Linked DNA regions of Zea mays: region 2 is linked to region 1. A link is a contact called in public Hi-C data. All regions are on one chromosome and are shown on one strand. The core of a region is the stretch at or near the end of the contact, and the rest is flanking DNA. Distances in the headings are between cores, read along the strand shown.

Region 1 (5,381 bases), core at 1,842-4,341:
ACACTTTCATATCCACTCTTACCTTTATATTATCCTTTGACTTATCAAGTATACCTTATTATACCACCACGAAAACCCTGGGAGACAGCTTATCGCTCGGCCTCCGGGCGCAAGAAAACCTTCCATTTGGAGGCTAGCATCAAGCTAGCTACTCAACTGGCATTGCAGATGACATGCATGTTATTTTATTACTCGATCAGTTAGTAGCAATTTAGACTGGATTATTATAGCTAGAGTGCACAATAAGCTTCCAAACCCATCATTCCTATCTGTCAATAAACTCGGCCAGATCGACCGCCCGAATCCTTCTGGAGAGAATGACAAACTCAGAGGCAGTAGCGCCGTAGGTGCTAATCACGATATGAGAAAAAAAAATCCTTGTCTATTGGAGAACACATAAACATGCCTACCTAGCAACAGTGCTGCAGCCATGGATTAGACAGTTCCTCATGGACCAGACTGAAATTGAACTACCGCTACTTCAACCCACCCAATTTTACATGTGTGATTCTCTTGAAACTAGAAGTTCTTTTTACTGCTTAATTGAACACCAACACCATTTTTACTCAAAAATGAACCCTGACACCTATAGGCAGTGCACCTATAAAAAAGGATTACTATACGGAACCAGTTTTGCCAGATAAATTAAGCCCCTCGATTATTTCGTAGTTAGATCAGTGTAGCTGAGTAATTGGATGAGCGACCAAAAACACTGCAAACTCCCTTTCCATGCAGCAAAAAGGTGTTTTATCAATTGCGTTGAGATGCATGATCAAATTGCTCATCTCCATGTTCTCTTCCTCTGCTGCAAGGACAGGGCACAATGCATGCAAACCCACCACCAACTCCAGCTTTCCCCTTCCTTCTCATGTAATGTAATCCCCGCAAAGAAAGCTGCTAAAACCTAAAGCAAGCGTGGAAAGGTGCATCATCTCTCTGGCTCTCTCTGGTTTGGTGCTGTCACTGTAGCAGCTCCACAAAAGCCAACACCAAGGCCCCTTCTTCCTACCACCTCCCTCCCTAATTCCTAATCCCAGCACAACCTGAGATGTAATTATTGGCTATACTAGTACTACTGTACTAGTAGTACTTCATCAGTATTCACCTCTCGTCATCTCGTTTCTTGTTTGTTCCCCCATCTCGTTGTTGATCCCCTCTGCCGCTCAGCGGCTATATATACGTCCAATCTAATCCCCATCCCATTCCGTCTCCGTCGCCTGATCAAACCAGAGGTAGGAGAAATAAAAGGAGCAAGTTTTCTGGCTCTTCTTCTTGTCCCGTAGTCCGTACTATTCTTAGCGCTGTTCTTCACCAAGATCGCCTCGCCGGCACGGCGGCACCCATGTTGGGCTTCTGCGCCCCCTCGGCCTGTTCACCTCCCGACGAGGCTACGCCAGAGCCGTTCCGTTCGCTGCAGATCGCCACCACGGTCGCCGCCGCCGCCGCCACTACAAAGAAGAAGCGCCGGCCCGCCGGCACACCAGGTAAGCAAATCCAGAGACAGCCGTTCGACATATGTCTGCAGTCTATATGCTCCAGTTGGCTACATGCATGGTAGCTTCTATATAAGCTGGGTGCAGACTCCTAGATCGGTCGATCCATCCATCCATCTTGCAACATGTGTAGTAACGCCCGTCCGCGCGCGTATGTATGCGCGGCGGTACGGTAATGGCTGCAGACCCAGACGCGGAGGTGGTGTCGCTGTCGCCGCGGACGCTGCTGGAGTCGGACCGGTACGTGTGCGAGATCTGCGGGCAGGGGTTCCAGCGCGACCAGAACCTGCAGATGCATCGGCGGCGGCACAAGGTGCCGTGGAAGCTGTTGAAGCGGGAGGCCGGGGAGGCGGCGCGGAAGCGGGTCTTCGTGTGCCCGGAGCCCAGCTGCCTGCACCACCACCCCTCCCACGCGCTGGGCGACCTCGTCGGCATCAAGAAGCACTTCCGCCGCAAGCACAGCGGCCAGCGCCAGTGGGCCTGCGCCCGCTGCTCCAAGGCCTACGCCGTCCACTCCGACTACAAGGCCCACCTCAAGACCTGCGGCACCCGCGGCCACTCCTGCGACTGCGGCCGCGTCTTCTCACGGTAAAGTAACCAACTTCTCCTAGTGATCATTCATTTGGCTCGCTCAACAGCCTATCTCCAGTCCATACTGCTCAGCTCTGCCTCTCATAAAGATTAGAAAAACTATTAAGGACTAGTTAGTTTGGAAATCCTATTTTTCCAAGTGATTTCTATTTTTCTAAAATTTGTTTATTTTTTCTAAGAAAATAGGAATTCTTTGAAAAAAATAGAGTTCTCAGACTTACCCTAAAATCAGAATATGTTTTTTTCTCACCTTTCTTTTTATTTCGTCTGTTTGGTTCACCACCCCACCCCAGCTGCACGGCAGCCGGGGGGGCCGGGGCTCTGGGGAGTACCTTACATCACACTGTACATTGCCGGCGGCGGCGGCGGCTCCGGCTCCGCTCTCTTTTTGGGATGTCTGCTTTATTGCGGCATTAAACAAGGGAAAGGAAAGGGCGGCAGGGTGGATCAGAGCACAACTCCCGAGGGCAGAGCTGTGTGTGTCGATCGTGCGCATCAATGTCGGTGGTGGCCTTTCCCTTGCTGGGAGTTTCCTATTGCTTCCACGGTTCTGCAAGTTTTTGCTGGGGGTTTCGGCTTTGTGCCCGCGCTGCAGCGGGCAGCGCGGCGAAGGGCAAAGGCCAGCGTCGTCTTGGCGCGCCACTCGATGGCTGCACGGCGTAGCGCCGCAGCCGGCAGCCCCGCCAGGGCCCAAAACTCCAAGCCTGACAAGCTGACTCCGAGGCCAGCCGGCCTCTTTGGATCCTCTCGCCGTGCTAGCACCTAGCAGCAGCGACGTTAATTCTGCTCACACATGCAATAAAGTCTCTCTGCTTACGCTCTTGGCTTTTGTTCTTGAGTTCAGTTCACGCGCGCAGGCATCTTTGGTCTTTTGCACTCATGTACTATGTACTACTAGTAGCCAAAATGTTCCCCCCCTTTTTTTTCCAGATGATACTGTACGGGAGTGTTTTCTATAGGCAGGCCGGGACCCGGGAGCCCTGTATACTACGTCGAAAATTTGATGATTATTAGTGCTCATCTGTGCAGACCCAGGCTCATCTGATGATGTCTCTATCCAATGTGCAGTGTGGAGAGCTTCATAGAGCACCAGGATAGCTGCAACGCCGGGCAGGCACGGGCGGGCGCCGGTGTGGCTGCTGCTAGTGCCGGGTCGCAGCAGCAGGCGCCGCCGGCCATGTCACTGTCGAGGACCGCGTCGAGCACCAGCCCGTCCAGCGACATTGCCATCAGCCCGGTGGCCGCCTGGCCCGCCGGTCCGGCACCGGCGATTCCAAGCCCTGCATCGACCGCCGCGTTCCACTGGTTCGAACAAGTCCCGTCGCCGCGGACACCACCGCCATCGGTCCACCACCGCGGCGGGCACAACCTCGAGCTGCAGCTCATGCCGCCGTCCTGCAGCGGCGCGGGCGGTGACGCGCCACCACGTACTCCGGCGGCTCCGTCACAGAGCCACGCCGCCGCCATGGCCATGCAGCTGCAGCTGTCCATCGGCGTCTGCGGGGACGCGGGCGACGAGGTGCTGGCCGCAGCGAGGGAGGAGGAGGCGCGGGAGCAGCTGCGGCAAGCTGTGGCGGAGAAGGCGGCGGCGGACGAAGCCCGCGCGCAGGCGAAGCGGCAAGCGGAGCTGGCCGAGCGGGAGCTGGCGAGCGCCAAGCGGATGCGGCGGCAGGCGCAGGTGGAGCTGAGCCGCGCCCACGCGGTCCGGGACCACGCCTTGCGCCAGGTGAACGCGACGCTTCTCCAGATCACCTGCCTCGGCTGCCGCCACAAGTTCCACGCGCGCCCGCAGCTGGACGCCGTTCCGGCGAGGTGGCCTGCAGCTGCTGCTACATGTCCTCCATCGTGAGAGAGGACGTCCTCTAGCTTCTTATTCGCTAGCTAAATCAATACTTGCTTTTTTTGCCAACGGGACGCCGGCCGCGGGGCTTGCATGAATTGGCGCGTGCGTTATGAGGTGTGATAGAATCAGATGCTGATGCCTGATGGTCCAGTGTGTGGACAGTGGAAGATCGCTAGCTGGATCGATCCAGTAGTGCTGCCTAGTGTTTGAGCTAGCCCTGTGACTGTGAGGAGGAGCAGGATAGGAGAGGCAGTAGCCGTTAGGCAAATCGAAGACGACGGGATAGCTGCTAGAGCTTTACTTACTGTGACGTGCATGGAATCTTTCGGTGTTTGCTTCCCATTGGATCTTGTTGGAAAAACATTGTGTTGCTCATGCATGGAACAGAAATTGATGATGACCTAAGGCCTTTATTAAAGATCAGGCACTGGGCAGCCACCAAGGATAAGGGTCTTTTGCATGCATGATATTTAATTTGTCACGACTAATTCAACGAGACTGCTATGCATCACCAAATCAATTCTGTTTCTCTTGAGTAAGAATCTGTTGATAGACCAAAACCTTTGAGGCTCGGCGATGGCACTAGTAGTCCAAAACAGCACGCACAATCACGCGTCCGTGTACGCCAGAGATGAGAAATCCTGACTCTTGAGCCAGTGAGCCAATCAGCCAACACACCGCCTCTCTCGACGTCTCCTGAAATGAAATGATGAAACGCTTCCGGCGGAGGAGGTAGGAGGCCAGCTAGAGCTAGGGAATAGTGATGGGCATGGAAACAGATACTAACTACTGACTCGCGCATGGTTTTCTGTGCCAGGATGGCTTTCTTTCTCGGTCTAGCTGAAGCTGAAGCTGATCCCTCGTCCCAGCAGCCTGTGTGCCTCCCCTCGACACCTTGTCTGTCTTGGCTGTCTGATCTGTACCGCCTCGTAGCGCACTGAAAGATATGCAGAAAGCTCCCACGCACAGCATCATCTGCCGCTGCCAGCACGTTTGCTAGCTGCTGCATGCGTGCATGTGTGTATGCGTACGAAGAGGCGCCCAAACGAGATCAGGCATGTCTTTCAGTGCTAGCTTGTGCTGCTTGCTTTGCGATTTGCAGATGCAGATGCAAATGCGGCAGGAACAAAAGCGCGCTAATAATCTAGCAATAGTAAAGCGCTTTATTATTTAGTGGCTAGTATAGGGAGGAGCTGGAAGAACATTCGTCGGTGCGCTCCCACATGAAGGCGGATCCGCAAATGTGCGCGCTGCATGTGATATGCGCTGGGTCTCTGAAGAATATAGATATACGTACTACGGGCCTCCAGTGACCAGTGTCATGTAGCGTTGTTTAATGTGTCATCGGTCGGTCTCTGCTCTCTACTACGTAGTACGCATAACACACAGTATAGTAATGTATCGCTTGTTGGTGCGTTGTAAAGTTCATATAAAAGACGCATAGGATACTTTGA
Region 2 (5,381 bases), core at 1,966-4,465, 92 kb before region 1:
GGTCAAAAGGAAATCAACTTAACATCAGGAAATCTATTTTGAACACGTGTCGGAAGATAAAACTTTCAATCCAAGAAAAAAAACTACTTCGAACTTCCAATGAAAATCGACTTAGCACTCTCTGTTAAACTTTGAACATCATTCTCCCTTCCATATCTCTGAAAGGGGAGAAAAACATCATGTAGTTGTATTATGATCTGTACTAGCTACCACATGTCGAGAACCACGAACTTCGGAAGTACGAATCAATTAAGATTCTAAACCTTCTTCCCCGAATCCTTCGGTGGGAAGGATGATTCTTAACATAATTGATGTTGTATTGTTCTTATTCCTTTTAAAATATCGATATGTACTTAACACCAGTGGTGAAGTTAGAACAAATTTGATGGAAGTGCATTTGTCTTGAGGATGTGTAAGAATTTGTTATATGATGTATATATGGTAAAATTTTAACTGGATCTATAGATTTTAGATTCTTTAGGGTGCATTTGCCCCCATAGAAACCATCTCAGCTTCGCCCTGCATAAACTTCAGATTTTTTTGACTTAAAAAATTAGAATAATTTACTCCATCCGTTTTCAAACTAGTAGTCGTTTTAAAAAATTAGTGGATTCATACAATTTTGATGCATATATTTTATATATGTGTTTAAATTTATCATATATATATATATAAACCAAGAGCTAAAACAACTATTATTTTAAACGGAGGGAGTATAATTTAGTATGGAAGAGAAAAAGCTGGCGCCCAGAGCACGAGATACAAATGATAGTTCACCAAAAACGTGCAGCCCATTAACAAAGGCGTGTACATGTAGATTAGCCAAACATTCATTCCATCAACAGAATTGCCACCGCCTGCTTCTGATGACGAAGACTAAAGCAGGTCCTTCAGCACTGAAATCGCTGCAGCATGTTTCTCCTACACACAAGAATTTTTTTTATATAAATTACATTAACTCACATGCGTAGGTTGAACATTGAACCCGAGCTTAAATTTGTCATTAAAACCGTCTGAATCCGGTTTGTCGATGAATACCGGCTGTGAACTTAAAAAAATAGAACGCTCTAGCATATAAGCTGTTAGTTATTAGGATCATATGTTACATCTAGGAATGAAAATTGTCGACAATGGTATGTAACACTAGAATTATTATAGTTTTTTTAATTTTTTTTCTCGGAAAACGAAATCGAGAATGATAACTTTGAAAACAAAAAAAAACGATATCGATAATTCAAAAACAAAAGATCAAAATCTAAAATATGATCAGTAAAATCACAACATGTACCCTCATTTGATTTTTAAAAATTCGTAAAAGCTTACATCCACATGAAATTGGTGATAATATATAAATATTCATAAATTCCTAAAGTATCAAAACGTATTTCACAAAAGCATTAAAAGCAATATCTCATAAACACAAGTGATAAGCACTGCACACACATACATATAGCCAGAAAGTGACAACTTAGTACGCCACAAAACGAAACTATCTGATTGAAAACACATCAGTAAGCATAAAACAATATCACACATCAAACTATGGAGCGTAGAACTAGCCATATAACTTGACTCATTATATTTTAAGTAATAATGTATAAGATATTTTAACATAATGTAGGGGGTTATAATCAATATAAGATAATGTAATGCAGTAATAAAATCATCATCATACACTTAGATAAAGAACTAGAAAATCTAATAGCATATGTCTACACATAATTAAGAAGTGTATGGTGACATGTCACATGTATTCTTATCGTACTCCTCTCGACATAATCAACATAATTGGTATCCTCCTGATCCTTGTCAAGTTCTCCGACGAATTATGAATATATGTATCAAGAGTAACAATCGGTAAGAAACTATAAATAAAAGCCATACAAGTTTCAAACAACTCTAAACTATATACCATTAGATAGATCTTGATTTTAGAAAAATAATAAAATCAGTTTTTAAACAAACTTTAGTGACTAAACTTTAGTTAGGTGACTAAATGAACCAAACATGGCCATAGTATGTATTGTTGGAATATAATATAAATAAATTATCTATACTTTCCTACTAGCTTAAGTTTCTGATTAACTGATTAATGTGTCCACTCTAACATGGTATCAGAGACAGAGGTCACAAGTTCGAATTTTGGTTAGCATAAGTAAAATAAAATAATTGTTGTTTGCTCATATTCCATATCTGAGACCAAATAGATGCTCGAATGAGAGAGGTATTGGAATATAAATATAATTGAATTGCCCCTCCTTTTCTTTCAGTTTAAATTTATAGGTTGAACAATTTTGTGCGTCCACTCTAACATTTATTACCTCTATTATAAAAAATATGCAACTTGAGGTGCATTCTTGGTTAAAGTAAATGCGATTTGATCAAATATATAAATACAAGTATTAATGTTTATAATGATAAATACATATATTATTAAAGTATATTTTATGATAAATCTAATGACATTTTTTAGTACGACAAATTCATAATTTTTATATAAATTTGATGGCATACTTTACCACAGTTCTAAAGATGGCAATTTTTTTTGACAGAAACAGTATCTGAATACTTCAGACCAAAGCCAAAAGGCCAGTATTATATTTTGGAATGCACGTTGTAGATTAATTGGATAGAACAAAGGAAGAACCACACCCTGAACATTTATCGTTCAAGTCGCGTCAGACCGTCAGTGCATTTTGTTGACGTCAACTAGCTAAGCAAAGAGGCGTCGAACGCACCTGGTCACGAGCTCTGTCCCGGACGCCAGTGCACACCGGCCGGCCGCTCTCGTCGTAGAGTACCATCCCGCTGAACCGCGGCAGCTGGCACTTGACGCCCATCAGCACCCTCCTCTGCCATATCGGCCGCACAGGAGTGCCACCCGACACGGCAGCGGCAGCTCCCTCCACTCCACCGCTTTTCACGCCCATGGCCGCCGGAGCCGCCGCCGCCGCCGCCTTGTGCTCTACCCCCAGCGCGTCGGCGTCGCTTCCCAAGTTCCCGCACTCGCAGTCACCACTCTCCACGCCGGCAACCTCATGGACGACGCGACACTGCACTGACCGGCTGCTGCCGTCGGCGCCGTAGAGCTTCTCCTTCCAGAGAGACACGGATATGCAGAGGCCCATGGTGGTATGCTACCGGGAACTGGATCAGGGTGCAGGCAGGGACAGCAGTGTCGTAGTCTCGTAGCATACAGTAGGGATGCAGGGTAGGGGGGGCCAGTGTGGCGCGGTTAGCTTCTTATGGCGAGCGACGCCAAGAATGCTATCGATGCGCGTACACGCTGCCCGTGAGCCTTGCCGTTTGTAGTGATGGAGTGAGTGAGCGTTCTCTTCGATGCTCACACTCATTTACGTTTCACCGTTATTTTGGGGTGGCGCGGACGTGTGACCGAGTGAGCCTTCTTAGGGTTTGTTCCGTTAGCTCTAAATTCATGTGGATTGAGTGGTATTGGATGAGTTTGAATCTCAAATAATTCAAACTTCTTCTTATTTTTTTTTTCTAATCACATCCAATTCATGTGTATTGTAAATAACCGAATAAGCCCTTAGCTGGTGACTACCTCTACCTGACTTGATCGGGTACACGGTGCATGTGAAGCACACGCCCAGGCCCAGCTCGGCTCGGCGGTGGAGTGGAGACAGCGGGCGTGAACATGCGAGCCGTGATGTGCGAGCTGCTGGGGGCGATCGCTTATGCCGTCGTTCACCGATCCATCATGCATCATCACTGGGGGTACAAGCAATCGGCCGAAACAAGTGTATCTCCGGCAGGATTTTGGTAGCGTTGGCTGCTGTCTTTTCTTTACTGGAAATATAAGGGAGTTCATCGACCAAGGGGATGACTGTTAGAGCATATCCAGCAGACCAGCACACATGGCATCAGACCCGGCATCGCTTTTCTTAGCTATAGAGCTGCAAGAAATCGAGCCTCCAGCGTACTCACCAACGGCTTCGCCATCCCTGTTGCGCACGCTATCGTCGGAGTTCAGCAAGACGCCAAGGCTCCGCCGTCCGAATCTGCGATCCGATTGCAAGTTCGTACGAAAAGTATGGTTCGCTATCATACTGAGCCAACCCTCCATCGTGCTCATCTGGAATTCTCCACGTACGGTGCGGTCGACACTCGACAAGCAGTGTGGTCTCCCGCGGCCGCGGGTTTATGCGCGCAAACGAAACGGCCCTTCAAGTAGAAGGCGCGTGTAATGTAAATAGAGACGGTGACGAGAGAGAATCCGTGAATTCAGGGTGTTTTGACAAATTGCAGTAGAAGATCACGGAATAAAATTCTATGCACCGCTGACGCAAGACGTCAATCGTGCGGCATCACTTCGATGCACGACAGGCGTCCAAAATCAATAGCTAATGATGCCAGCTAATCGAGCCGCTGATGACATGGCTAATCGAGCCTAGCCAGCCGTTCCTTGAGGCAGAGCCGGATTGCGTTTGCTGCGTGAAATTAGGATCAGACCATCACCGTTTCCGCATTTTCTCCGCTGCTACACAGTTTCGATCCACAAGCTGCGGCGACCTCCCATCGTCATTCTGGAGCGCACAACAGCCAAGGTTTCACTGTAGGAGATTGAATATTGTGGTGTTTCACGATCAAGGTCATCCTCAACCCCTGCTATGGAGCATATTGCTGGTGCTTCCAACATCTCGATGGCGGAAGTGATGCCGCCAAATTCCACCAACTTCACTTCAAGGTTGCTGAATCCTATGACGTCTGACGATCAACCTACTATCCAGGTAATATAATATATGACATGATGTTATCTATTATGTAGTTTCACCATTTTAATTTATATCTCTTTATGCAGCGAGATAACAGTGAAGATGCAATTGTACCTGAAGTTGGAATGGCATTCAAATCAGAGGCAGATGCATATGAGATGTACAACTCCTATGCTAGGAAGATCAGTTTTAGTATTACAAAAAGCAATGCAAGACGAAGAGTTGATGGAACTATCTATCAGAAACATATAGTTTGCAGCAAGGAAGGAGAAAAAGGTAAACATTCAAAACATGATACTTTGAAAGAAAATGCTACCACAAGAACATGTTGTCATGCTCGTGTCCAGTTCAGTGTTAGCCGAGAGGAGGTCTGGACAGTACAAAAGGTTGTTCTTGAACATAATCATTATCTTGCTAGTCCAAACAAGGTACACAAACTGAGGCCCCATCGACAGATACAAGAGGCAGACAAATTACTTATTGGTCAAATACGACAAGCTGGAATAAAGCCAGCTGAAATGTATGAGTTTTCAAGCACTGGTATGGAGGAGCTGAAAATGTACCCTTCTCACGAATGGATTGCAATAATCTAATTGGACGTGAGCGCAAGAAGTATTTGCCAGCCAATGATTCACAGATACTATT

The links. Hi-C and Micro-C count contacts between places; a contact is called where the count stands out from the background.
Region 2: a contact with region 1 is called in a Hi-C map of ear, with 2.4 times the contacts expected there. The contact joins the promoter of LOC100276231 here to the enhancer-like site in region 1. A contact is called at or near these places in 10 of 25 Hi-C or Micro-C datasets (bundle sheath, ear, endosperm and 4 more) and 1 of 3 datasets of contacts at active chromatin or transcription factors (leaf).

What each region holds. Positions count from the first base shown.
Region 1 is chr2:190,811,306-190,816,686 of Zm-B73-REFERENCE-NAM-5.0, reverse strand. It overlaps the pseudogene LOC103647477. Among protein-coding and RNA genes, the nearest start is that of LOC100280691, 56 kb to the right of the region's middle. Within about 2 kb of position 3,091, at least 11 of the 20 cell types and tissues checked have an H3K27ac peak or open chromatin away from gene starts, as enhancers often do. A contact at or near this core is called in ear, endosperm and tassel, where this site is marked.
Region 2 is chr2:190,903,311-190,908,691 of Zm-B73-REFERENCE-NAM-5.0, reverse strand. LOC100276231 reads right to left here and starts at 3,215. Exons shown (of 2, transcript NM_001150069.2): 1 at 2,739-3,215; 2 at 699-921. The coding sequence starts at 3,128. The coding sequence ends at 877.